2 separate regions of the Gossypium arboreum genome follow, and region 1 is linked to region 2. Evidence: chromatin contacts called from public Hi-C data. All regions are on one chromosome and are shown on one strand. The core of a region is the stretch at or near the end of the contact, and the rest is flanking DNA. Distances in the headings are between cores, read along the strand shown.

Region 1 (5,689 bases), core at 1,928-4,427, 350 kb after region 2:
AGCACAAAAGGACATAGCAAAAGCATCGATCAAACAGAACTTTAGTAAACTCAAACTACTAATCTCAGGTTAATATTTTCTTTGAATAAGCTGTTTGTCAGAACTAAGTGACACTTTAGCAACTAAAAAAGCATTGCACTCATCAAATATAGGTGTTTGAGCAATAAAAACTAAGGTCCCCCTTTCAGAGATGTTAAAGAGAAACTTGATAAAGTTACAGGTGATAGATTAAAAGGGAAACAAAGTAAGCAAAATAGCCCAAACATCATTATATATAATTCACTGTGACAAGCCAATTTCTAGCATGATTTATTCAAGACAAGAAAGGTTGAAATAATAATGTAGATGTCAATTTATATAGCACAAAAGTAGAGAATCATTGGAAAACCACTTCCGTCATGTATGAATATGAAGGGCTTTATGGAAGTGTTAAATATGCTTCATCCGGGCTTCTACTAGAAGATAGTGAATGGTAATACGGCAAGGATCCGGACGGATGGATGGGAGGACAAATTTATAAATGGGCCTGATATAGGTCATTGTGATGCTATTCCCCATGATGCTAGGGTGTCTCAATTACTTCTAGAAGACCAGAGATAGGATGAGATGTTAGTTCGATCTTGTTGCAACGATGAGATGCTTCCCGAATTCTCCATCTGCGTATTGGCGAGGCAAGTGAAGACTAGTTGGTTTGGGGGCATGCCCCCAACAATGTTTATACCACGCGTTCAGGGTATAATTGGTTACTTCTTTAGACTTTGGGTTTAGGACCTCAGTCTTTTGGAAGTAACTTTGGAAGCTAAAACCCTTCCAAAGAGTTGATTGTTTGGATGGAGACTGGGTCATGGCATCCTCCCTACGGCTAATGGATGTGCTATGTTCTCCCTAGGGGTGGATCCAAGTTGCCCTAGATGTAGGACAACTAAGGAGGATGTTATACATGCTCTTTGGGATTGCCCAATTTCAAGGGAGGCTTTAATCTTGTGTAATATTCATAATGATTTGCTTTGTTTGTCTTTTTACAATGCAATTGATTGGCTCGAGGCAGCAATGAGGAAGATGGACAAAAGAGCTTTCACTAGTTTTCTTATGCTTCTATGGCAACTGTCCGAAGCAAGGAACTTGTTTGTGATTCAAGGGCAGGTTTCTTCTTTGCAAGATGTGGTTTTGAGAGCTCGTTCGATCCATCATGAGTTTCGTGTGCATAAGCTTTTGTATGCGCCGTTGTTACTTTGACGTCTGACTGTGACCCGATGGTCTCCGCCTCCTGAAGATGCGGTCAAAATTAATGTTGACGTGGCATGAAATGCATAGAAAAAAGTTGCTTCTAGCGGTGCCATTGTTCCTGACCATGAGGGCATGGCGCTAGCTGATTATGCTTGTTCGATCACCAAGGCTTTTGATGGCCATTCAGCTAAGGCTATCGCTTCGGCTTGCGCTGCTTAGAAGACCCTCGAGAAGGGTTTCTCCGGAGTTATTTTCGAGTCTAATTGTGCTTTTATTATTAATAAGTTCAATAATCGGACTCTTGATTTGTCCATTTATGGCCGTATTGTTAGAGGGGCCTTAAGTATTTGCAATTCTTTCAATGCTGTTAGTTTTCCTTTTCCCATAGGTCAGCCAATCATGTTGCTCATTGCATGGCATATTGGCTGATGGATGGGATCACTGCTTTGGATTTTGGTTTGGACTACCCGGATTTCATCCACCGGTTGGTGTTGGATGATACCTTCTAATTTAATATAGTTGGCCTTTTTGGGCCTTTTTCTTTCAAAAAAAAAAAATCAAAGAAAAACCAGAAATAACACATTAGCAAACTTTAGGTATTACCTGTATCCCAAATTGCAAGCTTCAGCTTTTTATCCCCGGCATTTACATATTTCACTTTAAAATCAACACCTACACAACAAAACAAGTAGAGTTCTAAATCAGGACATAAAGATATGTAAGCAGATTAATGATTCTTATAATCAGTTTAATGTGAATGCACTGAAGGCTTTACAGAAGTAGAATAGTTTAACCAAGACCACATTGCAAGATCATCAATCCATTCTAGATTTCTGATAAAATAAAATTTTCATTCCCAATTTACAGTCTTTCTGTTCACTCATCATATTTCCTTTCTTTTTATCAAAAGACAAAACAAAACTATCCACAAAAAGACAATGCAAACCTCATTTCTCAGAATCATAAAACCAAGAATTAATTTGGCACATCCAACATTTGAGATCCAATCGAGTTAAAATTTAAGATTTGGAAACTCTATTCTTAAGCATTTGGATAATTCCTAGTGGTTAAACTGGAAAACGCAAGTAACAACAGCATCCATACATAAGTAAATTCGTACAATTTTCTCCAAAAGAAAGTTATGTTTTCAATTTTTCTTCAAAAAATTTTTTTGGTAAGCCGCCTTTTGATCTTGAAAAGAAAATCCAAAAGGGAGCGTAGATATCTTCATGTTCCAGAGATCAAGACAATGCCATTATAAATTATAAGACATAAAAAGGAATAAAAGTTGATGAGCACAGTTCAAAATGAATACTGACCAATAGTGGGAGAGAGTTCCTCAAAGGAATCGGAAGTGAAACTTAAAAGAAGACTACTCTTTCCAACTCCTGAATCTCCTATCATCAGCAACTTGAACAAGTAATCGAACTCCGCTTGATTCGACGACTCCATTTTTCAATTAATTTACCAATTGAACTATCTTTCTTTCAAATAACACCAAATTTCTACGATCGGATCTCCCAAATCCAGCCCTCTTTCTCTTTTTCACCTTATCAACGCATCTAAACCTGAAAAACAACATGGAAGCAAAATCATATGTATAGATTTGGATTTCAACGAGATAAAAGGTTGAATCTAACAATATCCTTATCATGTATCCCAAAGAATTTATTAATTGAGAAAAGAAAACTCCTTACACAGGTTTAGATCATGGTTGATCATACATATTTATAGAATTTATTTTATACATCAAAATTAAATATAATAAGAGATTACCTCTCGGAAAAGAAAAATGGTGAGAAGAAAATGAAATAATGGAGGAGAGAGCGAGACAGAATTTCTGATTAGCAGGGTTAATTGAGAAAAATAAAAAATAAAACTTTTAAACTAAAACTTAAAAAGAACTTGTAAATGCAAAAGGGCAAAGTAAGGAATTACAAGAATAGTAGCGCGCGTGGGTTTGGCTCTTTCCATTCCAACGCCAGAAAATAAAAAATTGGCAATAACCGGGTCGGGTCCTGTGAACTCGGATGATTTATGTTTTGACTTTTTGAGTAGACGAACAAATCATTGGACATCTCTGATTTCATCTTAGATTTTCATTTTGGGGCAAGTAGAGGTAGAGGTGATAATGGGTCGGGTCGGGTCAGGTTCGGGTCGGACTCATACAAATTTTTAGGCCCGTATACTAGGCTCGGGCCCGGTTTGGCCCGAAATATGGGCCTAAAATTTTGCCCAAGTCCGGCCTGAAATAAAATTATTAAGCTCGAGCTCTGCCCGCCAAGCTTATATTAAATTTTTTATTTGAAATAAAAAATTTAAAAATATAATAAATCAAATATATTTAAAAACATAAAACAAATATTAAAACAAATAAAAATAATACTAAAACAATTCTTAAAACAATACACAAATTAATAATATAATAAAAATAGTTATATTAAAAATTTAAAATAATTAAAATAAAATAAAATATATATATTAATATATAATTGGTAGGGCCGGCCAGCCCATCAAAAACTCTTACTCGAGGCCGGGCCGCTTTCTAAGCAGCCTCGTTTTTTGCCCAAGCCCATTTTTCGAGCCTATATTTTACCCAAACCTCCTGTTTTTGGGAGGCCTTGGCCGGGCCGGCCTCCCACCCATGATCACTCTAAGTAGAGGTGAGCATGGTTGGAGTCAGGTCGAGTAAGGTTAGAGTTAGGTCAATTAAAAATTTAGGGTTTAAAATTTTGTTTAAGTTTAAACTAAATAAAATGTTAAAATTCGAGCCCGACTCAATCGGACTCTCCCATATTAAATTTTATATTATTTTTATATAATTTTAAATATATAATATATCAAAAAACTAAAAATATCAAAATAAATATTTTTAACAAATTAAAATAAATTTTAAAAATATGTATATTTAAATAAGACTAAGATAGATGCAACTTAACAAGAAAATGTCTCTAAAATAATAACAAAATTAACAAATGTCTTTAAGGTAGCAAAATAGAGAGAAAACAACAAGAAAATAATATTTAAAAAAAGTAAATTTTTTTGTCTTTTAGTGGATTCGGGCCGGGCTCGGGCCAAAAATGCCTTACTTGAGGCCAGACCCATTTTTTAAACGAGTCTTATTTTTTTTGTCCAAGCCCTTTTTAAAGCCTATATTTTTGTCCAAAACCTCTTACATTTCGACCGGGCTTGATCAGGTCTAGGGGCAAGTAGCAATTTCTATTTATACAATAAGCAATTAAACAAAGTAACACCTCAACTAGAGAATGTACTAAAAACCAAATTTGAATCAATTAATAAATATGATTATAGGCATTTTATATTTTCAAATTATTCATTTTATTATTTTTGAAAATTATTTTAAATGTACATCGATATTTTAAATATATTATTTTTTCACACATAAGTGTGATACAATTGTTAATAGCTATTAGACATAACAAACTAAGGAAAAATAACAAAATTTAAACCAAGTGTTGAGTACAACGTTAAAATGATATTATCAACATTAACTTAATAGATATTTTAAAATCTCGTTACAATTAGGGATGACAAAAGTTGAACCTTTCAATAGATTCTAAATTGATTTGCTCTAATGAAATAAGCCTCTATTTATAATTGAGTTCCTCTTACATCAGTAGTACAGATTGAGTTACATCAATGGCTCTAATTTGAACATATTTATATGATAGAGTTTTAAGAAAATTTAAACTCTCTATTTTCTATATAGCTTGTAATTTAAATTAACCTAGTAACTACAATTTGTTAGAGAGTTTTCTAGGTGGTCAAGCTTCTAGTAAATGGGTTTTCTAGAATGTTTCAAGAAGTGGATCATCCTAGTAGGTTAAGTAGACCTATTTAACTTAAATGATCACCTTGGTCGTAGACATTTATTCATGGGTCATGACATTTTCCCCACCTGTTCTAGAGATACCAACACCACGTCTTCAAAAATTAGTCTATTTTATCTTGAAACTACAATAATGTTTTAAACGATTCTTGACTAACCTCACTATCGGGTAGTATTTTAACCTATAATTCTATCACCATTCAATTTGATCTTTCATGCCTAATTGTAAATATCGATCCTAAGAGGCCTTCACTTCTAATCACTCTCATTATAACTTACCTTGGTCTGAGTCCTCCTGATCCTTACAAAAAAGTTTGGGCATACTTACGTTAAACATTGATGAATCTTGAGTGTTGATGACAACTCTTATTTGTAGGCCACTTTGCCTACTCATCTTGAAACTTTGAAAGGACTCTTATGTCTCTACCAAGCCATAGTAAACATCCAACAATTTTGACAAATCACATTGTATAAAACTAGAATAATGTTTAATATGTACCTCCCTCAATGTATTTACTCTATTTTGACTACCCATATTGATAGATACTTTTCTACTCACAAAGTTTGCTGCATGATCCACCTTTTCATAGGTGATAGTTCCACTAGTAACTC
Region 2 (6,123 bases), core at 1,102-3,601:
TTAGTTATTTATTTATTTTTATTAATTATTATTTTTAACTAGTATTTTCTTTGTTGGTATGTTTTGATGTGCATTCATTTCTTACAGCAACGTAGACCTGCTATCCTTCCATGCTTGCAGGTGTGTATGCTTTTTGCTTCCCATATCAATTTTTGTTTTTAATTAGTATTTGGATTTTGCCCTATCTTTGCTACAACATTGTTGGTGTGGGCATTCTTTAACTATTAGCATATATTCATGATTATGCAAATTCAGTAATATCTGTACGCACAGGAAGCTTGATCAGGTGAGATGCAAACTATTATCTTTCAGGAATGCTAATAAAGTTTGAGGTGAAAATATAAAATGTTTTCATGGTTTCTGAACTTATAAGTACAAGTTAAAATTCATGTATCTGGTTTCGTTTTAAATACTTTCTTTGGGTATTAGTTGCATCTTGTGGTGAGTGAATTAAAATATTAACAGATCCCATTTACTGTTGTAAGTTCTGAGCAGGGAGAAACATGAGTGCACTCTTTTAGAATGGCTTGTAATTTGCAAATGGTCAATAGATGCTATATTTGGTTTTGCATAAACCGAGGACTAAATAGTTGTAGGTGGGGATAAAATAAATGAATTCTACAAAACAAAAACGTTTTTAATTTGATGACTCCATTTGTGCAGTAAGGGAGAAAAAGACTGGACAAGAAAAATTGGCAATGATCGTCATTTAATCTGCATAGAGGATCCGTTTGTGGTATCTCATGACCTTGGTCGAGTGGTGGACAAGTTCAGCATTAAAGTTCTAAGAGAAGAGTTTGAACGAGCTTCTGATGTAATGTAGTATGATCCAAATCCTTGGATAACACTTTTTGAACCTTACGTCATTGGGTAACAAAACATTGTCCAAGTGTGTTAGAAAATCAATGGTTAAAGCTATTTGGTTGGTTTTTATAATCGGTGTGCTTTGTGTCCTCCATAATCTTCAATTTTGTCTTTTTGAGTTCACATCCATTTTAAAGAAGTTTAAGCTTATTATATGTAATCAAGAAAAGAAATTTCTAAACATTTTATGGATGGATGCTAAACAAGTTGTAATTAATTGATTGATAATCTATACAAATCCTGTATGATCCAAACATATTTATATCAAATGAATGTGTTATATCGTATTTGTGTCTTCAAGTGAAACAAAAAAACAGTCTTATTATATACATTTAATAAATCATTGTAATATATGTAAAAATAATTTAAAATATAAATTTATTAATATATATATATATATATAATAAATTCAATTAAACAATGAAAAGATAATAAATTCTTAAATATATATTTGTTTAATTTAAAACAGTTTTTATGAAATATTTTAGGAAATCATCAAATAACAAAAATATTTTACACAAATTCATTCGACACAAGAAAAGTAAATCATTTTCAAAAGCAAATCATTTTCCGAAATTATTTTCCTAAAAATATTTTATTGGCAAGGATTTTGTTCATTCTACTTTTTTTAGATTTAAAATGTAAGTTTAATTGTTAATATTATTAAAATTCTTCTATTAAATTCAAGTCAATTACAATATTTTTTTTGTTACATAATTACCAAGTATGTATTTTCTATTTCAATATGTCACACTAGTAGATTTAACAAAAAATTTAACGATATTAATAATTAGATTAAAACTTTTAAATCTGAAAATAGAAGAACTAAATTCTTAGAATAAAAGTAAAGAAACTAACTTTTAAATGTGGGGCATATCTAATACTATTGTTTGAGTATTTTACTGAGTTGGTGTCACCTTAAACTAAGTCACCAATTTAGTTATAAAATTAAAAAATATCCCTTTTAAAATTATAATAATATTATTATGATAACACTTTTATCTTTCATAATTTTGTATCATATTTAAATAAAAATTAAAAATTATGAATTCAAAGATGAAACAAATATTTAATAATATTAAAATACAAGTTTATTACCACTCCATCTATATTCATTATTTGATAAATTTTAAAAGAAAGGGTAAACCACACCGTTAATCACTCTAAAAAAGGGGTCACTCTCATTTTGGTCACCCCAAATTTTTTTAAATTTAGCTACCAAAAAAGAAATTGATCAAATTGTCACTCTACCGTTAAATGGTATCGAAAGACTAACAGTGCATTTGTATGAAAAAGAATCTGAAGTGACCAAAATAAGAACTACCCTATTTAGTGTGATTGACGAGAATAATTTACTCTAAAATATTGACGAGAATAATTTACCCTAATTTTAGAGTAACTAAAGTGAAAATACATAATTAGTCTTCCAGTGCCCTTTAAAAGTGACCAAAATAAGAATGAGAGTAATTGGGTAATTTACCCTAAAAGAAAATTAAATCGTTTTCTTGCATTTGACCGGATGTCAAGATTGTAAACTGCAAACTTAATGTAAACTTTGAGCTGGTTTGGGTGACCGTCCTTAATGAGCATTGAGTCCGTTTTACTACAATTTTCTTTGATAAACAAATAAAATTAAACCTTTTTGAGAATTCCCTAAACCGAACCCTTCTTCCCTCTCTAGTCATTCATCGTTGCCAACATGCCAGCGGTGTTGGAAGAATTTGAGCCAATATTCGGCGAACCAAAGGTCGAATGGACGGGTACTTATTCGGGTTTGGGCCAATCAAGCGCCTTCGTTTTCTACGTTCATTCTCCTGATTCATCTCATCTAAGGATTTGCGTCTCTGATTTCCGCCACACCACTTGGGAGTCCGTATGCTCCGTTTCGCAGCTTGAGGACATGGTCTTCTTCGTCTTCTTGATTTGCTTTGCTGGATTTTTTATTTATTTATTTTTGTGCAAATAATGGTTTAATGTGCAGAGGGACAGTGTTGGGATAGGCGGTTCTTGGTCTGAATTCATTCACTATCTGGTAGCCTCCATTAAGTCTGAAGATGTAAAGCTTCTCTTGGAAGCACTTCCTGACTCAAATGGTAATCAATAATATTCTTTTTTTATTTGTTCGGTTTTACCCTCTATGAGGCTGCAATCTAGATCTTTAGCTTTTGTTTTAGCAGCAAAATTTGAGTTTCTAGTTGCCCAAATTAGCTAATTTTATTGTGGAATTTTCCAATTTATTTAGATTTTAGATAAATAGAATTTATGGCATGAAATTTCACAGTAAAAAGGAAATATACAATGCCAAGCATATTGATACATCTTTTCCTTAGTTATATTTTGTGCTTCCAATTGTTATTTTCAATTTCATGAGAAGTACCTAAGGTAATGGTCGGTGATCTCATATCCACTGTGATGTTAAATTTTGCCCAACGATCAACCAAAATAATTATGGTTCCAAAATTCAACAAAATTGTACAGGTTGAAATCAAAGATCTAGCAATACTATAATGGTAAATTTGATGATTATCTCTTTAAATTCCCTTTGGATGGTGTTGGGAAAGTATTCCCACCAGACTTGCCCTTGTAAACTGGTTCTAAATAATTTTCATAAACTGAAACTCCAGATGAGCCAAGTTGGCTCCTTTGACTTGCTTGGAAGGAAGGATGAAGAAATTTAGACTTGGGGAATGAATTATATGAATTCATTTCAATCTTAAACCTTTTGGATTTAAGAAAAAAAAATAGCAAACGAATTCAATTTTATTGATATTTGTTCTTTCTATGGTTCAGATACTAAATCTGCAAAGTTAGTTGCTCAGAAATCAAAAGGAATGCCTCGCATTTCCTTTTCCCTCACAAAAATTACTGGTGCTGCTGCTTCAGATGCTGTGGCTAATCTTTCACAGGAACTTTTTAAAGCATTTAAAGGCTTGCAATATCTATTTATGGAAGGTCCTATTCTCTTTGCTCATCCCTGGAATCACTTGTCATTTTCTCTTCTTTTTTGAAAGCAACTTTATAGCAGTTTCTTGATTTTTCTATCTTGATTCATAGTTATCCTATACTAATTCTTTGTAATTTTGAGGCACATCCAGTTCTACAATGTTCCTAGTTTGTCAATACCATTGGAAGGAAGGGAAAATTTAAAAAAAAAAAAATTCTTGCAGTGATCTTGATAACTGACTCTTATGTTTAGTTGGGGGAAAAAAGGAACATATAATGTTTAATAATTTGTATACTTCTATTGTTAGTTAATCCAAAAGTTTTGTCTAGGCGGTGAAATCATTTTTGGAACAGACAGTTCTCTATTTTCTTATGTTGGACTTTGGCTCCTGTCATTTCTCAAAATATTATTGCTGAGGAGTTTCAGATTTGGTGCCACAAATTGATATCCAAATCTAATCTGTATGCTTCTTGAAATGTCTGGTTTTTAAGGGGTTATTAGTTTGGGAATTAATTGTCAGGCTGATTTTGTAGATTTGTAGGGAGAGATTTGCCCCACTATAGAATTTAAGAAGATGCTTTGTGGTTGAAAATTTTATCTTTTTCCCTCAAAATCCTTATCATGAAAACCAGGTAGGATATGCTGCTTAAATAAGTTCCCAAGAGGACCATTAAGGCACTTTTAACTCCATACGAGAAAACCTTATCTATACAGTATCTTCTCAATGGAGGGTTTTTATTTTTGGTATTGAAATTGCTTCTCTCTAGGTGCAGATTCCATACTTGCAACCGCATATTTCTTTACAGTGCATCTGTTTTAGATGAAATACTTACATCCATGTCTTGGTTGTAAAAGCCAACTAAGTGTTTATTGTCAAGTTGAACAAAAGTGAAGTTTCTGGGATTTAAATCTCTTCAAAAGAGAAACTAACTAGCCATGAAGGCAACTGACTTATTTGTTCTGTTTTATGCTCTTAATATCCACGCAAAATTCATTTTTCCTGGATATTACAGGCTTCCCCTGATTTTCATGTATAAAAATTAAGTGTAAATAAGAAAATTATTTATTAATTACGCATATTTATTACTTACTAAATTACCCACTCATTGATTATGTGGACATCATGCCTTTGACCTTTGCTTGGAAGTAGAAACTCAATCTCGTTAGAGGCCTCAGGGTTTTATTTTGGGTTGTGGTATTTGTTTGAGACATTTATCTTGTTTGACTAAGTTTTCTATTAATTTCAGGAATTGTCTTGCACATAAAGTTCAAAAGCGTCTAACAATTGTTACATAATATATTGAAAGTTAGGAGTCTCCATTATGTATACCTCATTAAAGTGAGATTTCTTTTTTTTGATCTCATGTTCAACAAAAAATGTCTCTTCCCTAAGGGCTTCCATATTCCATAGGAGTTCTTAATATTTGCAAATATCTATTTTATAATTTATTTTTCTTTAACCCTTTGACTCTCTCACATCTATAGCAAGTTTTATGTTTATTATTTAAATTTTCTTATGTAAATAATATTACTAGAAAATGTATTAGAAATATTATTGTTTTCGATTAGTTACAAATTTTTGTACCTTCATTAATTATTGTTTCCTGCTTGATTTCTCTTAGAACAAGAGCGCTGTTTGCAGTTGACAAAATTGATATCAGTTGAAAAGGTATTCTTGATATAATCTATTTTGGTTTTGCTATCCCTAAGCAATGATAGTTTTAAGGCTCAATAATCACCAACTTGGGGGGGGGGGGTTGAATTGGTATTTTAAAAACTTTAAAAAAATATGATAAACAAAGGAGAGACAATAATTTTGGTTCGGCTCCAATTGCCTACCTCCACTACCTTAGCTTACCACAACTAAGGATTTCCTAAATTCACTATATTGCAAAGATAATGTTTAACCTTTGCAAAACACCATCTTCCCACTAGGCAAGATAGAGCCACTTCCCTTAATATTTTCTATCCAAAAATTTTAAGCAAACTCTTACAAAGATGAGGAATAAGAATAGGGATTAAAGACTCCTCTCAAAGGAAGATATTACAATGATAAAGCTCACTCAATAACAATATAACACTTGAAAAAGAATAAAAAAAATGGTTGCTCAAGTGTGTGTATGACGAATAAGGAGAATATCAATAAAAAGATTGGAATTTTGTGCAATTGACTTTACAAGCTTGTTTCTTATCTTCAATATTGAGCTATTGACTTGTATTTATGTCTTCTAACAACCATTGGGACGTTTGGAGATGGTGGGAGCAAATTAGAGTCGTTGCTGCAATTAATTCGTGCATTAATTGCAGACTGCAGA

What was found. A called contact is a pair of places that touch in the nucleus more often than the background predicts.
Region 1: a contact with region 2 is called in a Hi-C map of leaf, with 2.6 times the contacts expected there. The contact joins the promoter of LOC108489393 here to the promoter of LOC108489424 in region 2. A contact is called at or near these places in 2 of 5 Hi-C or Micro-C datasets (both in leaf).

Annotation. Positions count from the first base shown.
Region 1 is chr10:24,435,205-24,440,893 of ASM2569848v2, forward strand. LOC108489393 (ras-related protein RABC1-like) reads right to left here and starts at 3,178. Exons shown (of 7, transcript XM_017793925.2): 1 at 3,004-3,178; 2 at 2,547-2,795; 3 at 1,831-1,899. The coding sequence starts at 2,679.
Region 2 is chr10:24,083,077-24,089,199 of ASM2569848v2, forward strand. It overlaps LOC108489424, which reads left to right and starts at 2,352. Exons shown (of 7, transcript XM_017793970.2): 1 at 2,352-2,767; 2 at 2,846-2,957; 3 at 3,655-3,816; 4 at 5,431-5,477. The coding sequence starts at 2,564. LOC108487802 (a long non-coding RNA gene) reads left to right here. Exons shown (of 6, transcript XR_008271842.1): 5 at 88-120; 6 at 664-936.